Linked DNA regions of Mus musculus: all the other regions are linked to region 1. A link is a contact called in public Hi-C, promoter capture Hi-C and targeted proximity ligation data. All regions are on one chromosome and are shown on one strand. The core of a region is the stretch at or near the end of the contact, and the rest is flanking DNA. Distances in the headings are between cores, read along the strand shown. Region 1 holds the start of Rasgrp2 (RAS, guanyl releasing protein 2). Region 2 holds the start of Kmt5b (lysine methyltransferase 5B). Region 3 holds the start of Stx5a (syntaxin 5A). Region 4 holds the start of Clcf1 (cardiotrophin-like cytokine factor 1). Region 5 holds the start of Grk2 (G protein-coupled receptor kinase 2).

Region 1 (3,764 bases), core at 476-2,975:
GAGCTTGGACCAAGCCCGTCGTCAGGAGGGGAACCAGCTGGAGCGGAAGGAGCCTGGGTTCCCCGGGGTCAAGAATCCAGAGGTCATTTCCTGAGTGTTGGGGGAAGGGGCACCCCTTTCACCCGATAAACCAACCCCCATCTGCCGGAAACAGTTCCCAGGCTAGAGATAGAGAGTTCCTCCGGATCCCCCAGGGAGACAGATAATGCCCCTCCCAGGTCAGTGTTGGGACCCTGGGGCCCCTTCCTTGACGTCTGTACAAGGGGTACATTGGGGTACTTCTCCGCAAAATCAAGGAGCTTTTCTTAAGAAGACTTCAAAATAGGAGCCTGGGTAGGTTCTGGCCTAGAGTCTGGTTCAGGGTCCAGCTGGGTGTGACCCCTCGTGCTGCATGCAACTCACCAAACGCTTCGATGCAACCACGGAGCAGCTCCTCCACGGTGCAGCCCTTGTCCAGGTCCAGAGTGCTCGTCATGGCTGCCGGTGCCAGTAGGCTAGACCCAAGCTACACTCTCAGAGCCTCCCACGGTGCTCAATTCGGACCCCTGTCCTGGGAGAAGTGGGAGTCAGCAGAGGCGCGGGAGGTGGGGGGAGCGGCTCGGCGCGTAGGAACGGGGCGGAGTGGGCACGCCCCCTGCTGGGCATGGGCGGAGTTGCCTGCCGTTGCCCCTCTAGGGTTAAACGGTCCTGCCCCGGGATGGTGCAACTCGCTAGTTGGGAAATGGACTAGCTGAGAGGCTTCCGGCCCACCCGCGGAGTCGCGGGAGGTTAGAAGGGTTCTACGAGAATAAGGGACGAGCCAGGACCCCAGGGGTTAGTTAGTGCCCCAAGCCTCCTGGCGGGCCCTCCTCTCCTTGCATTTGCTCCCCACAGGCACCTGCAACACCCCACAGCTTGACTCTGCACTCCTCCCGCTTCCCCTCCCTTCACAGCCTCCCTTCCCCCGCAGGGTTATTTTGGGAACCCAGTGCCTGAGGGGACCTCGGAGGAATTTCTCCCTGGGATGGAAGGAGGGAGGAGGGAACCCAGGAGTCCTGCCTACATCTCCCCCTCCTGGGCTCCCCGAGTGGGAGGCGGGGCCGTAGCATCCCCCAGGGGCCTGCCCTTGGGGAGGAGGGCTAGAGAGAAGAACATTCCTGGGGCGGGGGGTGGGAGGGGTAGCCCACTGCGGTTGGGAGATGTCAGTGGGAAGCCAAAGCCTGGGAACCGCGGACTCCCAACCCACAAGTACTAAGGTCCCAGGAGTCCGGTCCTAGCCCTTCCAGAATTGCCATATATCTTCCCAACCTGGGCTCCCGCCTTCCCACCCACCCTGCTGCATAGTTAAATTGTGCGTGAGAGCACCGAGTAGGGAGCCCAGAAGGGGCCGCTAGCGCCATGGCCTGCATGACACCATTAATAATCCTGGTCATCAGTGGGGACTATAAAAGCACCCATGCAGGAACAAACACCTATTCTCTAGACTAGGTATTTGCCGAAGGCCAATGACCTACATTAAGTGCAAGAAGACCCTTTTCACACACACCAGGGTCATAGACACCTCCCGTCCTAATCACACACAATGGCACCCACATCCCATGCACACCTGCAATGAAAATCCTCAGCCACACATACCCAAGTCCTTTACTTCAGAATGCAAACCTGAATGCAGTTCACCTCCCAGACCTTCTGTTCACTTGAACCAGCTCAGCCTCTGATCTCTCGATCACAGTAGCTCTGACATCTGAACACGTGTGCACACACGCAAAGACAGTGCATCTCCACGCATGTACACTCCCACACGCATCCACATACCCCCTGGTTGCGCACACACCCATTCTGCCGCCCCTCCCCCCTCAACCAGGCTCCAGGGCTCGCAGCCCCAAAGCCTGGGGTTCTTTACATTCCTGGATCTCGCCAAAACCTTGTCCCAAGGAAAGGGACCTCGCCCTTACACAGACTCCCCTACATTAGGGAATCCTCCCGAGGACTTCTCAGAGTCGTTCCCTCCTGACTGTTACTTCCTTGCTGGGTGACCTTGAGAATCATTTAGTCTCTCTGAACCTCAATTTTCCCATCTGTCAAATGGGGACTTGCAGGGAAGAGCCTGGTAGATACGTTTCAGGCGAGCACCGGAATGCCTCGAACGCCCCCCTCCTGCGGGTGGCTCTAAGTGCCTCATCCCCTCCGCAAGCTCTGTCCCACCCAGGACCGCAGATTCCCCACCCACCCGCAGTCCCCGCCAGCCTGCCCCTAGGAGATCCCTAGGGGCCGCACCCTCTGTGTCCCACGCCCCACCCGCGCGCGTGCTCGCTCACTCACTCTTGGGACCCGCAGCGCGGACCCCGAACCCTGCCCGGCCAGCGCCACCTCCGTGCGCTCCCGCCCGCCGGCCTCGCTGCGGCTGCGGCTCCCACCCGGTCTCCGCGCCGCGGCCCAGCGCCCTGCCGCCCCGCCCCCTCCCCGCCCCTGCACCCCGCGCCGCGCCTCCTCCACCGGGGACTCCCCCTCTCGCCCCGCGCGCGCCGGGCCCTGAAGCAGATTAACCCCTCCCCTGCCGCCCCAGAGAGTTTAACCGCGGGCGGGGGGCTGCGCCACTGTTGGTGTGGGGACCGCGTGCAGCAGCCCTCCCCCACCGCGACACCCCCGGGCTCTGCGCCCCGCCTGGGTGTCGCACGGAGGAAGCCGGGAGGGGCAGGAAGCGGACTGCGGTGGGGAAGGGGCGCCCCGCCCAGCCCCCCGGTCCGGGTTCCTGTTTTCGAGACAAACCGTTCCCACGGGGTTCACCCTGCCCGGGCCCGGGCGTCTTCCTGCGGGCGGCGGAGGCCCGGGCGTGGTGGAGGTCGCGGGCGTGGGGCTGCGGATCCTTGCGATGGCCTGGGGGAGGGGCTGGGACAGAATGCGAGCTGGTTTTGGTCCAGTGGAGCCTCAAAAAGCCAGGAATGAATGAACGAACACGCGGCTCCCTGGGAACCCAGGTTCGTTGTCTAGAGATGGGGCGAGGGACACCCCACTGGGCAAGAGAGAAAGAGGCGTCTATAAATTGGGTAGGTGCTTTGCAGTTTCGGAACTGGAAGCCTTGGATGCATGGGCCGAGACGAGGAACTTGGGAGGGGCAGCCACAAGCAGTTATGTCCCTCACACCTAGCCTAGGGATAGGTAACAGTTTCCGGCCGTTTAGACTCACTATGAAACCCAGGGCCGCAAAACCCCTTCCGAGGATTGCCCCTCCTTGCCTTGGGCGAGGGAAGCAGTCCTCTGCACTTCAATCTTGGTTTATGTGAGGCTCAGAAGAGGCCCCTTATATACCTCAGTTTCTCCAGAACCGGGAATATACCACTGTTCTCGCCTAAACGATCTGCGAATGCCCTAAGCCCTAACACTCCCCTGGTTTTGAATTTATTTTAGCCACCTGCTAAGAGACCCTAAAACGCCGCAGTGGGGCGGGGCTAGGGGCGGAGCCAAGAAGGCGCCAAGCCTCCTCTAGACCCTCCCCCAGACAGCGGGGAAAGCTCCGTAGTCCGGGAGGATTCGGCCCGAGTACCGACTCCCTAACCCGGTGGGCCCCACCCAGACAGACGCCCCGCCCCCGACCAACTAAGCTGGCCGCTGACCTAGTATGGACACAGCGCTGGGAAGAGAGGCGTGGAGGGCGACACCGGAAAAGGGACTGAGTCCCAGACACCGCCTATGGGCCGCCCCTCTCTCCCCACAGAGGATGCACCTGCCGCGGTGTGTGGGGGGGGGCTGGGGGGGCGGTAAGGAGATGACTGCGCAGCAGCTGT
Region 2 (3,764 bases), core at 660-3,159, 2.6 Mb after region 1:
TTGCACACTTTAACCCTGGACCATAGGGGCTCTTAGTGAGGGACTTGGTCAAACCCACGTCTACATTGCAAACGTGTGTCTTTGGCAATTCACTCTTAAGGCATGGACTTCACTCAAAAGTCGTCTGTGGGGGCTGGTGAGATGGCTCAGTGGGTAAGAGCACCCAACTGCTCTTCCAAAGGTCTGGAGTTCAAATCCCAGCAACCACATGGTGGCTCAAAACCATCAGAATAGAGATCTGACTCCCTCTTCTGGAGTGTCTGAAGGCTGCTACAGTGTACTTACATATAAGAAATAAATAAATCTTTAAAAAAAGTTGTCTGTGATCATTTCAGGCAAAAAGAAAAACAATAACTTCTTCATCGCCTCTGAAAGGGCTTATGTTTTGTCTACTAATTACCCAAACTGGCTGGCGTTTCTGTCAAAATAAATAAATAAATAAATAAGAACGGGGAACAGTTACAAGGAGAAGCGAGTTCCTCTAAGGAATCCATCCACTCGGCAGCCTCCCAACCCCTCAGGCCTGTGTCAGACAGTTTTAAGTCTAGAAAGCAGGTTTAAAAAACAAACAAACAAATCAAGTCAGGCAATCCATCTTGTCTGCTCCTCTGAGAGGACTGTCTCAGAGTGAGCGCCATCAGAAAGTTCAAGATGAACTTCACGTCTCCTCCTCTCCTTCTTGCACTCTGGCTGAACGAGCGGATGACAGATCGAGTGACGCCAGTGCCACTGCGTGGGGCCCGAGCGACTGCCCCCCACCCCCACCCCACCCCCGCGCGCGACAGTCTGAGCCTGGAGCAACAGGAAACGAGGCTCGGGCCAAAACAAAAACAACCGAAAGTTCGGCGAGCCGGCGCGAGCAGATTGGGCGAGACGCTTGCCGGCCGCCCATTGGAGAAGAGGAAAAACACAGTCCCCCAATCCCGAGCGGCCGAGCAGCTCCCCTCGTGCGGCCGCGACCCGGCCCTCGCCGACCGCTACCGCTCCCTTCCGGCCGCCGCCAACACTGCAGGCCGTGCTCGCTCGCCCGGCCGCCCCGGCCCCGCAGCCCCGCCCCGCGGCCCGGTTCCTGCACGCACGCACGCACGCACGTACGTCCTCCGCGGCTCACCGCCAGCACTGCCGGTCTTCCAGCACCGGGCCCGTCCAAGAGCTCCGCCACCGAGCTCCCGAAGCGCCCGGCTACACTTTTTGGTCCCTCCAGAAAAATTAATCACCAAAAAATATTTCCTCAGAAAAAAAAATTGGAGAGTAAAATCCAATATGGCGGCACGGACGTAGCACCGCCCGCTGCCTCCGCTGACGGAAGGGGGGGGGAAATAAAGGAGTCCGCGTCCGCCGAGGGGCCCCCCCAACCCTGCCGCCACGGCCACCACCGCGGCCCGCGCCAAGCCCCTGTCCCCGAGCCCTGGCTCGCAGCGCCGGGCCACCCCCGCCTCACAGTCCTCGGGCCTCACCTCCACCTCGCGCGCAGTCGCGGGATCTGAGAGGCATCCGCCGACTTCGGGGCTTCGCGTCCTGCGTTCTCGCGCAGCGCCGGGTGCCGCCTCCGGTCCCCGGGCGTCCTCACCTCATAGCCCCCGAGCCTCGCTGCCGCGCCGCAGACGCGTCGCCGCCCCCGGTGAGCCACCCGGACACCGCCCGGGCTCGGTGGAAGGACACGAAAAGGAGTCCACGACTGACGGCGGAGGGACACCACGCCGACACCGAGCGTGCGCGCACCTTTGCTCCGCGCTAGTGGCCGCGATGGCTTCGACGGAATTCTGCGGGAAGAGGCTGAGAGACACCAGAGAGAATGAAGTTCCCTGCCGCGGCACCCGACAGCGGAGGCACAAGAGTAAATCCCCCCCACCACCACCACCAAAGAAACCACGTCGTTGCCGTCGCTGAGCCTCGAGGCGGAGGGATCGCAGCGAGAGTCGTTCGAAGATCCCTCCGCCCGGCTGCCCTTTAAATCTCGGTGGAGGCGGCGTCGCCGCGCGCCCGGTGGGCGCCACCTAGTACCCCGGCCGCTTGCTGCCCCGCGGGGTTGGCCCCCGCCCCCGTCTCGTGCGCACCTGCACCTACCAGGGACAGCTCCCGAGCTGCGATTTCAGGGGGCAACTGCGAGGCGCACGGCGCTCCGGGCCCGCTGTGCCTCCGGGGTGCACTGAGGGGAGGCGGCCGGGAATGGCGAGTTTCTTTGTTGTGGGGATGGGTGTCGTTGGAAGCAGAAACACCCTTCAAGACCATGTGGGCCACCTGAACGGTACCACGCGGGAGGCGGGGAGGGAGCGTGCTTTGGGTCCCCCGTGCTGACACCGGCCGCTCCTTGAGCACCTACTGAGTGACAACCTTTCCACGACGCAGCCACTCCTCGCCCTCTTCGGGCTCAACCGGCGCAAGAAAGGCGGTTTGGTCCTCCGGGAGCTTGGGGCGGAAGATCCGGAGTGGCTTGCACCCACGCCTGGGGTATGGTGAAGCCCCACCCCTTGGATCTTGCAGTTGGATAAGGGGTGCCTCACAACAATAACGAGGGTCACATCCTTGTCCCTAACCAGACGTCGTTCCCAACGATCTGGTGTGTCCCTTTATTTGTCCCTCAGGGTAATCCCCAGAGGTCGAGAGTATTGTGGGTTCCAGTTTACACACAGGGAAATTGAGGCATGGACTAGTTGGGTGACTTTTCAACTACTCAGGGCTGGAGCCAGAGCCTCTTATACACTATTCTATGAAAAACGCAGGCTTTAAAGTGAAGCAGGTGGTTGGGACCTGAAGGAGGTGTTTGAGGTTGTCACGTATTGAAGCAAACACCTGAGTGAGGTGGAGGGTGTTATGGAAAGGTACGAAAATGTCCAGGCAATGGAAAGAAAGAATGCAACTCCAGCGACACATGAGACAGGGAGAACAGCTGAGGCCATTGCAGGAGGGCCCCAGCCTGCCTCGGTTCCCTGCAAACACCACTACCACACTGAACACTCACATACCTTAGCATAGTAGGCATTTTCTAGAGGATGGCTCAGCAGAGTCAAGCAAATACCAACTTAGCTCCCATTGCCCTTGCCTCTTTGATCTTGAGTACTTGACGACGCTTGTTATCCCCTTCCATAGATGGGAAACAGAGGCACAGAAACCTGCTAAGGACACATAGCTGGGAAGGTATATTTCTTCAAAACCAGAATTCCTGTGCTGACCTCAGCTGTGTGACCTGTATCCTCAGTCTACAGACCATCTTGGGAGTGGGCAGTGGGCATAGGAGACCAGTCACAGGAGATACAGGGCTTGACACTTCAGGTCGACTTCCTGCCCTTTCCAGTCACCTGTTGCATCGGATCTATCCTGCTGTATTCCCTTTTTGTAGACACAGCTAACAATTCCTTTGATCTTAGTTTTGTTGTGTTTTTCTAGTTTCTTAATACCGCTACCCCACAAGACTTCTATAGGACTTGGCTCCAAATATGTGCCAGAGACACTAAAGTTGCTTCTGCCACGTTTGATACCAAATGCCAAAGAGCTGAACATACACGGGACACCAGATGGTGTCCCTCCAGTGGGCACCAATGGTCCTAGACTGACTTTCAGAGGTAGAATGCTCAGGTTCCAAGTCCACCCAAACTTCAGCAACCCTGGGCCCCAAATTCTCCTGTCTTCCACCTCAAAACAACAGCACATGACCCTTCAGGCTCACCCAAGCTCCCAGCTCTGTATAGCTCTTAAGTGCTTCCATTTATTCCCTGCTGAATGCCAGGCCAAGTGTAGGCATTCCCTTCCAAGGAAATGGACTG
Region 3 (3,764 bases), core at 640-3,139, 2.3 Mb before region 1:
AACCTCATTTTAAGCCAAGGCTTTTGATGCTGGGTAACTCTCAAGGAAAATGAGCCCTTGAAGACAATGCTCTTGCTTCCCAGTTGTTTCATCAGCATCTAGAACAGTGCTTTATAAATACTAGATGACCTAAGTGTCTACTGACTCAATGGAGGAGCAGGGTGTTTGGACATGGGTCTAGATACTTACCCTGGGGATTCATGGCGATGGAAAATGATGGAAGTAATCTAATTAGAATGCTGGGCTCTCCTGATGGCTAGCAGCTCACCTGTTTGATGATGTATGTTAGCTCCTCAATTTCTACTGCTTTATCATCAAAGAGGGACTTGCGCTTTGCCACTGCAGAGACAGATGAAACATTAGGACAGGTGAGGGTAAATAGCAAGGCTCAAAGAGCTAGGATGACAGTTCAGTAGTAGAGACACTTGCCTTAAGGTATACATCCCTGGTTTAAATCCCCAGCACCATAGAAAAAATAAGACAAAACCTCCATGAGCCTCACCTCCTAGTACTATGTTTCACTGTCCCACCTAGGAAAGGCCTCCCAAACACTCACAGATTGTTAGCTTCTCCAGCTTGGCAAATGTATTGCTGAGATCTTTCCCAATGCGCCTGCAAATGATCATCAGTGAGAAGGTTGTGGTAAAGGGCAGGAAAGAGGCTGTTACCATAACCTCCAACACAACCAATTCCACTCAGCCAAACCATCACAGGCAGATATACTTAAGACACTGTATCACCCCACCACAACGCCCCTCTCAACTCACCTGGCCATGAGGGTAAATTCACTGCACTGTCGGGCTGCGTGCAGAGCCGGTTTGCTTGTTTGGATTCCATTCTGAATTGTATCAAAAAGTTGCTACTTTAGTTCCTGTCACTACTTACCTCAGCTTTTCACTGCTCCCTCACATAACCCACTAAACACTCTAGCGCTGTTGACATCAGACAATCTACATTTATCAGTGGTTTGTAGATAAGAAAAAAATTAGATGTAGGTTTAAATCCTGACTCATCCTTTGTGGTATTTAGGGCAACTTACTTAAAGTATTCTTGAAATTACTGAAGACAATTCCTCCTCTCCTACTGATAAGATTAGTCTATCTAAGAGTTGTAAATTAAGTTTAGACAACTACCAAACAAACCTAAGCATTAACTAAATGGGCTCACGCCTGCCTTTCCACTCCAGCTTCTTACCTGACGGCTCTGCAGGGACTTGCAGGCAGACTGGAACTCCTGGGTCCGATCCCGGCAGGACATGGTGTCGGGAGGGGAGGGGACCAGGGCCACCGGAGTGGGCAAAGGAGTGCTGTCACTGCTGCTACTGATAGCAGTTGCAGGGGACAGAACCTGTGTCTTTGAGAGACCCAGGTAGACACCCTGATCCGTGTTCTTAGATCCGTAGCGTTTCCGCGGGATCATCGAGTCGCATAACCTCAGACTGTTGTGGAGAGGAGAATGTCATTCTCCAGACAGCCTCTTTCCCCAAACGCTCCCCTCAACTAGCAAATCCCCAGGCCCTTTCCCGTATTTGACAGACTTTGGAGCCCACGGCCACCCGCAGATCCTGCACCCTGGACACGGCGAGAACGGTCAGCTTCCTCCAGGCCCAAGGCGAAGCCTCCTCAGAGTCTCCTTCCGACTTGGCTCTGACTGCCAGAGCTCCGGCCGGGGCCCCTAAAGTCGAGAAAACAGCCACAGCCTGGTCCTGCGGCCCTGAACTTCCAGGCAGACCTTTGCAGTTAGCCCAGGTCTCAATCCTGCCTTTGGTATACGTGATTTCCTTCCCCCTCTCACAGAAAACAGCAACCGATCTCCAGAGGTGGACACACTTCGGAGGGCGGAGGGGGAGGCGAAAAAACCCTCTTAAAAGTGTTTATTTGAAACAGGAAGTCCCACCTCCGTCAAAGTTCCGCCTGTTGGAAGACTGCAGCCACTGATTGGATGGGGCCAAGTTTTTCCTTAACAAGACCTTTCCTGATTGGACAGCGAGGTATTCGCTTACGCGGAGCCGCCAGCAGGACTTACTCCTGGCTCCCTTCCCCCCTCCCCCGTCAAGCCGCTGCCCGGAGCTGAGCCGAACGACAGAGGCTGGACTCCTACTGAAGCGAAACCCTACCTCTTCTGTTTCCTACCGCCACCACCACCGCCACTCTTCCCAGATCGTTGCCGCCTCCTCGAAGGACTTGTAAGCAGTGGAAGCCGGACCAAAGAACAGGAGCCGCCACGTCACCTAGACGTACTCCTAACTCGGTGACGTGGCTGCTGCGCCACGCCTTTTTTTTAGCCCAGAGACAGAAAGAACACACCCCTACCATGCAAACTCGACTCCGCTCTCCTATTGGTTAGACTGCCACCGCGGCCCCGCCCCTGAAGTGCGAGAACAAATCTGGACCTGCTGGGTTAGAGGCGCCTTAAAGAGCCTGTGTGTGGTCTCAGAGCCTTTAAAGCTGGAAGCCTAGGCCTAAGTGTTTTCAGCAGATTCGCAATATTAACTTTATTCTCTGGTGTTGGGGAGGACTAAGACCAGGGTTGTAGTCAGCCTTTTTCTGGTTCCTTGTGGCTTCCCTCATGTTTGCGTTCCTGCATCTGATTGTCCTGCTTGCCTGACCGCGAGGACTCCCGACGGCTGAACATGGATAGCCTGCGCCACAGCACGGTGATCAGGAGACTTTCGTTAGATCTTTGTTTACGGCGGCCTGAGTTGTCCACTTCGTTGCCTACAAGCACCACAGGGTCCACTTAATTCACTTCTGTTCTCTCCAGCCCCACCTCTGGGGCAGTCCCTTTGGGGCACCTCCGGCTCCCATTCCAGGACCTGAGACCCGTTTTTTGTATCTAGTCCTACCTTCCCTGCCATCCTCTGTTACTTCATCCCTTGCTTGCTCATCCGAGGCCCAACGGTTCTTGTCCTGACAGCAGCCCATGGCCCCGAAAGGCGCAGGACTCTGTCACCCTCCCCAGCCAGCCTAGCTCTGGGCCTAGCTTTTGTGATGTCAGGTCTCCCGCAGCTAGGTGAGGGAACCCCTCCCACCTACAAGGCGTTTCTCCCATCACAAAAGGTCCAGGATCAGTACGCGCGTTGGGCTATTTATTAACAACATGAGCAAGGGGCTTCAAGGACTGGTGGATCCAGGCCGCTTCTTTTTCTTCCTTCTTTGGAGAGCACCTTGTGTCTGGTCCAAATCTGGGAGCTTCCGCTTGGCAGCTGCCTCCAAAGAGGCCCAAAGTTCATCTGTCTCTGTGTCTTCTGAGGGTACTTGGTTGGGCTCTTGAGGTTCTTGGGGCTCATCCTGATGATCAAGAAGGACATTCAGGAGTCAGGGAAAGAGGATGAAAATCTAGAAACCAATGCCCTCGTGTTCTGGAGGACTTCACCCTTGGCAATAGCCTGTAAAGGCTTGAGGACTCCTCAAGGAAATTAAGTTACAGTAAAGAGAAAGCCCCGGCCTGTGTTCTAGCAGCCTCCTGTTCTCTCCACAGAGAATCCCTTGCCATCATGCCTTTGGCTCCAAAATTCTCACACCTAACTAGTTGCTCACCTCCCAGTTATCCCGGCCTGACAGGAGAAGGCAGTTCAGTTGAGACTTGAGATAAACCTGTAAAATAAAAGGGGTTTTTGAGTCCAGATAAGCTGAGACGGAAACTTTTTGATGTGGGGCACAGGAAAGGGGAGAGGTTCCAGAAAAGGTAAGTTAGAATGGCGAGTGCCAAAGGTTTGGGCGCTCACCTTATGCTCTAGCCCACGTGGATTGCGGATCCTGTGT
Region 4 (3,764 bases), core at 610-3,109, 2.2 Mb after region 1:
AACTTTCGGCTGGTGGTGAGGGGGGCGAACGGGATGGTGGTGTGTACTGACTGGACTGAGACAGATGCCTGTCAGGGACAATGAAAGCCAGAGATTTCCCTGCTCAGATTCAGAGAGAGAGACAGACAGACAGACAGAGAGAAAGAAGAAAGAGAGGAAGAAGAAGAAGAAGAAGAAGAAGAAGAAGAAGAAGAAGAAGAAGAAGAAGAAGAAGAAGAAGAAGAAGAAGAAGAAAGTGAGAGAGAGGTGTGAATGATGTTCCCCACCTCTAGTCTCTCTCTAAGATTCGGTCTGCCGCTGCCATATACATCCATCCTCCTGTCTGCCCTCCTTTCTTTTGGCAGGTTCTTCCTGCTCCTAGGCTCTGGAGAACACGGAGATTGGGGGTCTCCTAGAGGAAAGCCTTCTGCACCCCAGTGTAATAGAAAGGTAGGTGAGAACATGGGTGTGGGGACTTTGAAGAAGCTACGCGGACTTTGCTTGAGGGGATCAGCTCCAAGAACTGGGGCGGTGGAAGTTGGCAGTTCGCTGGCCCTACCTTCTCGACCGTGACCTCTCGATCTCGGACCCCTCCCGGCGGCGATGGCGCCTTCCCCTTGTGTGGCCCCGGCGCCCCCGGCCCCGCCCCCCCGTTCGCTCCCTTCCCGGCGGCGGCGGGGGCGGAGGCGGGGTCCGGGCGTTGGGCTTCGGGGCTCGGCTGAGCCGCTGCCCGCTCCGGCGCGTCCACTCCCTGCCTGGCCCGCCCTCCTGCCACGGGCCGCCTAGCCAGGCAGCCGCTCGAGGGGCTGCCGGCAGTCTCGGCGCTCCCGGCCGCTGACGGACTTTTTCCTGCTGGGTCCGGCCAGGCTGCGTCTCCCCCACAACACCCTCCTGCAGTAATCACTCCCAGGCCACCGCGGGCTCGGGGCCCCGGCCACCCCGCCGCGCCTACCTGCCTCTGGCTCCCAGGCGGTGGGCAGCATGGAGGGCTCCGGCCACGCCGCGCGCAGCGTAGTAACCGGAGTCCCGTGGCGGCCCGGCCCGGCCCGGCCCGGCCCAGCTAGGTTTGCTCTGCCCTCCGCCCTCCTCTCGCGCGCCCTCCTGCCCTCCCCGCGGGCCGAGGAAGGAGTTCAGCGCGGCCCGAGGTGTCGGCCTCCCCCTCGCTTCCCGCTGCTCGGCCGCGGGCTCCCCCTCTGCCTCTCTCCCTCCCTCTTCCTCTCCTGGCCCCCTCCTCCCTTGCGCCGCGGCCCCCCCCCCACACCCTCGCTGCCCGCCTCGGACTCGCTCGCCCCGATTCTGGCGCGGGGCTCTGTGTCCGCGGGTTCCCTGGGACCCCGCCTCGCCGCGGCTCCAGGTGGCCGCCCGTCCAGGTCTGAGGGTTGTCCAGGCTCCCCGCCGCGTTCTCAGCCACCTCCTGGCTCCGCCAAGCGGACTCCAGGAATGCCGCGTCCCCACCCGGCCCCTCTCGAGGGCGCCCGGCCGTACCTCCCCAGCCCGAGCTCTGCTCCCCGGCCCGGCCCGGGCTTGGGGCTCCGAGGGTGGGGAGGAGGACGGGAACCGGATCTCACTGGTGCTGGGCGGGGGCGGAGGCCTCGGCCTCGGACGCCTGGCTCCTACCTGCTCGGAGGTCCATGGGGCTGGGGGCCGGGCCGGCCGGGCGCGGCTCCTCTCCCAGAGGCTGGCGGAGTGGGAGGGCGAGCCGCGGCTCCGGCGAAGCTTTAATAATCCCATCCGCCAGGCCCACTCGCAGGTTTTTTTCTCTCGGTTTCGCATTTTTTTTTCGGTGTGGGACATTCTGCAAACTTTTTTTTTTCTGACGTGTAAAGCTGTAACCACAAATTGTAGCAGCCCTCCCCGGGTGGGGGGAAGAGGGGGGAGGAGGGAAGGGAGGGCTTCTGGGGCTCCTCTCCCTCCCACAACACTGAGGGGGGGGGTGGTGAGGTGAGGCAAGGCTGCGACGGTACCACCCTAGGCCTCCTGGGGGAGGGGGCAGGGAGGGCATCGTCCCTCGGCAAACTCCTGAGAGCTTGGAAAGGGAGCTGGCCTTGGTGTGGGCTTCTTCCTTGGTGTCGGCCAAGGCATGCTGGCCTTCTTCCCTCTGCTCATTGCCGGGTTGAGGGTCCCTGTACCCACTCTACCTCTGCCTCTTCATTCTAACCTTCCCTCCCCCTCCCACTTGAGTAAATGCAATGACACATTCTCTCAAATGCCAGCAAGCTGGCCTCCAAGCAAGTGATGGTGTTTTTCCTGCTGCCCTTTGTCTGGGCTGACCGCCCCCCTTGCCTATTGTCCCGCCACTTGTCCCACTTCCAAAAGCTAGAGCTAAGTGTGGCGCCAGGGGCTGGGGCAGGTGACTAACCAGCTCACAATGCCCCCTGAGGAGGGGAGAGGGCACCAGGGCCCAGCTTCTCAGTCAAGTTCACAAGGGTTTTCATTCTTCCCGGTGACCAGGGAGAGTGCACATGGGTGGGGGATTTGTAATTCATTAATCAGCACAAGGCACCGGACCAGTTTCAACACCAGAGGCTTCACGGGTGACTCAGCGGGAACTCGAAGATTCAAGGCCATGGATAGACCCAGCATCCCGTTAGTGAAAAGCTTCCCCATCGAGACATTTGGCATCCTCTTCCCTTTGGGGGTTTGGGTTGTTGGTTTTTCCGGTGGTGAGGTAGGGGTGGTTTGGCTAAGAGCATTCTCCCTCCTTCCCCTCAGGCCTGGGTTGGGACTTTCTGAGTGGGAGACCTAGGGGACCCATAAGCCTAGACCCTCCCAGGAGGGTCTCCTTTCCTCCTCCTTCCTCCCTCTCCAGAGGGCTGCCAGGGAGAGCGAGGGAGCATGAGAGCTAGTGCAGAGGAAACAGCTGTCATCTGGGGCTTGGAGGCAGCCCCATTCTGTGATTTTTCTTGGGGGACAGTCATTTGGTCCCCAAGTCTTGGGTGCTTGTAGAAGCATTCCACCAATTAAGTCATCTGATAAGTTGCTGTGTTGTTTCTCTGTAGTCTCACCAGGGGTAGATAGCGGTGGCAGCCAGCCGTGGAAGGTGATGCCTGTCTCTGGAATGGCATGAGGTATTCACCCCCCCCCCCACTTCTGCTGGGACCCCTGGGAAAGGAGGGCACTCTGCCAGTCCAACACAGCCCCTCCAGCCTGTGGGTCAGCGTGGGCATCAGTCATGGCCAGTGCTAGTTTCCCAGGGCGGCACTTCCCTGTTCTGCACTGGAGAACTGGGGTGGGGGGGTGGGGGGGTTGGGAAAAAATTTGTTTTCAATTACCTCACTGGAGTGGGACAGACTTTGTTGTTGGGGTGTTTCTTTCTATTTTTTTCCCCTCTTTCCCTTCCTTTCTTTCTCCCTCACCCCCCCCCCCCTTTTCTGAACAAGAAGAAAAAGCTGAGAATGGAGAGCTGGTCTGGGTGGGGGCAGGGAAGTCTAGAGCATCAGTAGCTGCTCTGATGAAAAGTGCCTTGGAGGGGCCCTGTGAAAAGTGCTTAGACCTCCCTCCCCCACCTCCCCACCCCCCACCAGCCAGGGCTCTGGAGTTTCAATGGCATTCTTGGCCAGTGAGCCTAACCATCTCTTGGTGCGCTTGCCAAGGTCAAGAAGGCAGATGCCCACAAGTAAGTGACCCAGAGTGGACCAGGAGGTCCCCCTAGCATCTACCACCCCTTCTGAAGGGAGCAAGGAAGGGAAGGGGAGCAGCTTGGAAGCCCGGCTTGGGCTGTGCAGCTCCACAGCTCACCCCTGGTGGAAAGAAAGGCTTTGCAGACAATGTGGTTTGGATTTGGC
Region 5 (3,764 bases), core at 700-3,199, 2.1 Mb after region 1:
GGTATAAATCTCTATAAGTTCAAGGCTAGCCTGGTTTACATAGTTAAGTTTCAAACTAACCAAAGGCTACATGGTGAGACTCTGTTTCAAAAAAGCTAAGCACAGGTTACTGTTCAACCGAACCTGGCTTGGGCAGCAGAAAATTGGGGTCCAAAATGTCCCCTTAAGATTTTACACTTTTGACAGGTGGTGGTGGCTCATGCCTTTAATCTCAGTACTTGGGAGGCAGAAGCAAGTTAATCTCTGAGTTCAAGTTCAAGGCCAGCCTGGTCTACACCCTGTTCCAAGACAGGGATACACAAGGAAACCCTGTCTCAAAAAAAACAAACAAACAAACAAACAAAACCAAAGGAGACTTGGCAGTCTCAGGTGGGTATAGTGGCACACACCTTTGACCCCAGCGCTTGGAAGACAAAGGCAAGCAGATTTCTGAGTTCAAAGTCATCCTGGTCTACAGAGTGAGTTCCAGGGCAGCAAGGGTTACACAGAGAAACCTTGTCTGGAAAAACCAAAACCAGAAACAAAAACAGGACTTTTCACTCTTGGTAGCTCTGGGGCACTAGACAGCTGTTGTTTGGCCTTGAATGTACAGTAATCCCATCAGATCTAGATTTGGGGACAGCCATTCTGGTCAGAGCCTGTATCAGAGGGCAGTTTTAGGAACCCTGAGAAATGGACAGGTCAGAGGACTCTCAGGAGGCTGTAGTGGTGACCTAGGAAAGGAGAAGTAGAGGCAGGATCTGTCTAGAGATGTCGTCCGCTGACAACCTTTCTCCCCTAATAGGATTTGTTTTCTTCTGAAGGAGTCAAGAAGTCAGGGGAGTCGGGATACTTGCTTTGCTGGACACGAACTGGCAGGAGAATCAGGTTCTAAGTGTCCATGCCTGGGGTGGGAGTGTCCTGGCAGCCTGGAAAGCAAAGAGGTGCTCTAGAGAGGTGTGCAGTTTAAATTGCTTTCACTCATTTGCTTAAGACGGGGTCTCACTCTATAGCCCTGGTTGGCTTTGACTTTACAGAAAGACACCTGCTTTTGCCTCTCGTGTGCTAGCCAGGTAAAGTAGACAGGAGTTGGCCAAGGAAGAAGGCACAGAAGGGCTCAGTGGGTAAAATGTTTGCCACCAAGCCTGAGGACCTTGAGTTCCATCCCTAGAGACCCATGTGGTAAAAAGAGAGAACTGATGGTCAAATTGTCTGTCCTCTAACCTCCACATGTGCATACACAATCAATCAACTGATCAGTCAATCGATCGATCAATTAATGAGTTCGGCGTTCATCAGAGTGTGGTTTAATGGACTATGCCTTTAATCCATTTCAGCACTTGGGAGGCAGAGGAAAGCAGATCGCTGTGAATTAGTGGTCTGCCTGGTCTACATAGTGAGTTACAGACTAGCCAAGGCTACACGGGGATACCCTCTCTAAAACAAGAACAACAACAAACGTTCATGTCAGGAGTGCGGCCCAAGCTCTGAGTCTGGGGTCCTGTTGGGAGTTTGAAGTCAGGATTGTCATCTGGTCAGGTCAGGAGTCAGGGGTGGTAATGATGGTGTGACTCTGAGAGAATGTTCAGAAATTTGAGTATAGGAGTCTTGGTCGGTGTCAGGATTCTTGTTAGGACCCACGGTCTTGGCCCTAGTGGAGCGTGCAGTCTAGCATGCTGAGATGGGATCCGCGTTTGTGGTCATGGCTTGGGGTCTGAGGTCATCCTAGAGTCCTTGGTGGAAGACTCAGGTAACAAACCAGGACTGAGACCCGTGTCTCGGACCCGAGCGGTGCAGCCTCTAGGGGGCGCTGTCGCCTGCCCGCCCGCCCGCCGCCCGCCCGGCTCGGCCCCTCGGCGGCTCGCTGGCGCTGTGCGCGGCAGGCGGGGCCGGAGGCGGCGGCGGCAGCTCCGGGGCGCGGGCGAGCGGGTGGTGGTGGTGGTGGCGGCGGCGGCGGCGCCCCGACTGCAGTCCCGGCGGGAGCGGAGCGCGAGCCGGGCCGGGCCCGAGCCGGCGCCATGGGGCGGCGCCGCCTGTGAGCCGGCGACGAGCGAGGACCGGGCGGGGCGGCGGCGGCGCCGAGGCCCACAAGCCGCGCGGGCCGGGCCGGGCCGAGCGAGCGGGAGCGGAGCGGAGCCTCGGGCGGCGGGAGGAACAGCGCCGCCGCCGCCGCCAAGATGGCCGACCTGGAGGCGGTGCTGGCCGATGTGAGCTACCTGATGGCCATGGAGAAGAGCAAGGCCACGCCGGCCGCGCGCGCCAGCAAGAAGATCCTGCTGCCAGAGCCCAGGTGAGCCCGCCTGTGCCGGGCCCCACGCGCCGCCCCGGGATCCCGTGCCCTAGGGACCCCCTCCGCCCCAGGTTCCGGGGACCTTCTGCCCCAGGACCCGGGAACCCCTTCTACTCCGGGGACCTTCTGCCCCGGAGACCCCATTATTCTGGCCGCCCCAGGACCCGGAGACTTCCTCTGTCCCTGCCGCCGCAAGGCTTGGTGTCCGCAAGCCCTGGGCGCCCCAAGTCCAAGCTCCTAGCCCTGGGCCGCCCTGCCGCTTCCTGTATCTCACTGCCCGGCCTGGTCGCTGTCAGCCCCTGACTCTGCTGCAGCCTTCTTTCCACCCTGATGCTTGGCTCTGCCCTCTACCCTCTCGTGTTCCCTTGTGGTTCCCTTCCTCAAGTCTGCCTCTGTTTACCCGATTGTATCACACAGTCTGTTGCTCCCGTTGGTATTCCACTACCCTATCCACTCCCCGTGGAGTGGGTAACACTCTTGTGAGGTTTGTGGAGTGAAGAGGACCAATTTGAAGACTTTTATTTATTTATTTATTTATTTATTTATTTTGCCTTCCCCTATGGTGGGGTCACTATGGGATTGGGTTTGAGAGTGCTTTCTGGGGACAGTGCAGTGTACCATTCCTGAGGGCTGCGCTCCGGTGGGTGAGGGAAGTCCCTACTTTACCCTTTTCCCCACTTGTGGTTCCTTATGGGTACTTTTGACCAGGGGACCTCCCATCCTACAGCAGATGGACCATGCTGCCACCTCTCTACAAGACAACTGATGTCATCGCACCTGGTATCAAAGTTTAAACTGTCCAGGATGTGGGTGCAGAACAGGGCAGGATGTGAGAGGTGTAGCTGGGGCTTGTCCAGTATATTATGGTAAATAGACTTATCTTCCTATTTGAGCTGCACAGGAGACCAGAGAGCGAGTGAGACAGGTGTAGTTTTGTTCCCATAGAACAAGGTGTGTGTGTGTGAGAGGGGAAACAACTCAGACTGGAATGGCTTGTGCAGTGTCACCTGGCCTCCACATCAGGGCTCTCAGCTTCGAGTTTTATGTTTTGTCCTGACCTGAAGGGTGGCCTGGACGTCTGTCCTGCATCTGGAAGAGGAGATGTGTCCACCCACCAGGATGCCTCCTGGTGGGTGGTGAGGCCAGTCCCAGTAGCCTCCCATGCCAACTCCTTTAACAGCCAAGAGTTGGCCTTGATTTTACTGTCATTCTCTGTGGTAGAACATGCTCTACCCCCAGTGGGCAGTGTGAAATAGGCCTCTGGTGTCCTCTGTCCTTAGAGCCAGGTGGGCAGGTTGCGGGCTTGCTGCTGTGCCTGTCACCGTGCCCCCTCCTCCAGTGGCTGCACACTGGGTTTCAGTTTGACTGAGAACCAAGCCCTGTAGAGGAAAAATTGGTCTGTGTTTTGAAGAGGCCGTTGGGCCCCCCTTTTTTCTAAGACATTTGCAATCAGATTTCTCAAAACAGGAACTAGACTGAGTGTCAGCTGGGGCTG

Evidence for each region. Promoter capture Hi-C pulls out the DNA fragments that hold promoters and counts their contacts. Hi-C and Micro-C count contacts between places; a contact is called where the count stands out from the background.
Region 2: a Hi-C map of CD8 T cells shows a contact between it and region 1, with 5 times the contacts expected there. A contact is called at or near these places in 1 of 39 promoter capture datasets (pre-B cells) and 1 of 484 Hi-C or Micro-C datasets (CD8 T cells).
Region 3: a targeted proximity ligation map of embryonic stem cells shows a contact between it and region 1, with 3 times the contacts expected there.
Region 4: a promoter capture Hi-C map of pre-B cells shows a contact between it and region 1, with 2.4 times the contacts expected there. A contact is called at or near these places in 1 of 39 promoter capture datasets (pre-B cells) and 1 of 9 other capture datasets (liver).
Region 5: a Hi-C map of B cells shows a contact between it and region 1, with 5 read pairs. A contact is called at or near these places in 1 of 484 Hi-C or Micro-C datasets (B cells) and 1 of 130 datasets of targeted methods (double positive thymocytes).

Annotation. Positions count from the first base shown.
Region 1 is chr19:6,398,502-6,402,265 of GRCm38.p6, reverse strand. Rasgrp2 (RAS, guanyl releasing protein 2) reads right to left here and starts at 1,725. Exons shown (of 17, transcript NM_011242.3): 1 at 1,615-1,725; 2 at 403-545. The coding sequence starts at 475.
Region 2 is chr19:3,766,034-3,769,797 of GRCm38.p6, reverse strand. It overlaps Kmt5b (lysine methyltransferase 5B), which reads right to left and starts at 1,909. Exons shown (of 11, transcript NM_001379678.1): 1 at 1,458-1,909.
Region 3 is chr19:8,739,928-8,743,691 of GRCm38.p6, reverse strand. Stx5a (syntaxin 5A) reads right to left here and starts at 1,889. Exons shown (of 10, transcript NM_019829.4): 1 at 1,195-1,889; 2 at 768-838; 3 at 557-612; 4 at 269-339. The coding sequence starts at 1,419. It overlaps Wdr74 (WD repeat domain 74), which reads right to left. Exons shown (of 11, transcript NM_134139.1): 9 at 3,728-3,764; 10 at 3,540-3,596; 11 at 3,068-3,290. The coding sequence ends at 3,114. It overlaps 1700092M07Rik (RIKEN cDNA 1700092M07 gene), which reads right to left and starts at 2,974. Exons shown (of 2, transcript NM_001177347.1): 1 at 2,846-2,974; 2 at 2,467-2,717. The coding sequence starts at 2,924. The coding sequence ends at 2,536. Mir6992 (microRNA 6992) reads right to left here and starts at 721; the gene lies at 613-721.
Region 4 is chr19:4,212,333-4,216,096 of GRCm38.p6, reverse strand. Clcf1 (cardiotrophin-like cytokine factor 1) reads right to left here and starts at 1,859. Exons shown (of 3, transcript NM_019952.5): 1 at 1,597-1,859. The coding sequence starts at 1,612. It overlaps Gm45928 (predicted gene, 45928), which reads right to left and starts at 1,672. Exons shown (of 4, transcript NR_132309.2): 1 at 1,597-1,672. It overlaps LOC102631992 (a long non-coding RNA gene), which reads left to right. Exons shown (of 4, transcript XR_003952884.1): 3 at 345-3,047.
Region 5 is chr19:4,304,407-4,308,170 of GRCm38.p6, reverse strand. Grk2 (G protein-coupled receptor kinase 2) reads left to right here and starts at 1,949. Exons shown (of 21, transcript NM_001290818.1): 1 at 1,949-2,269. The coding sequence starts at 2,157.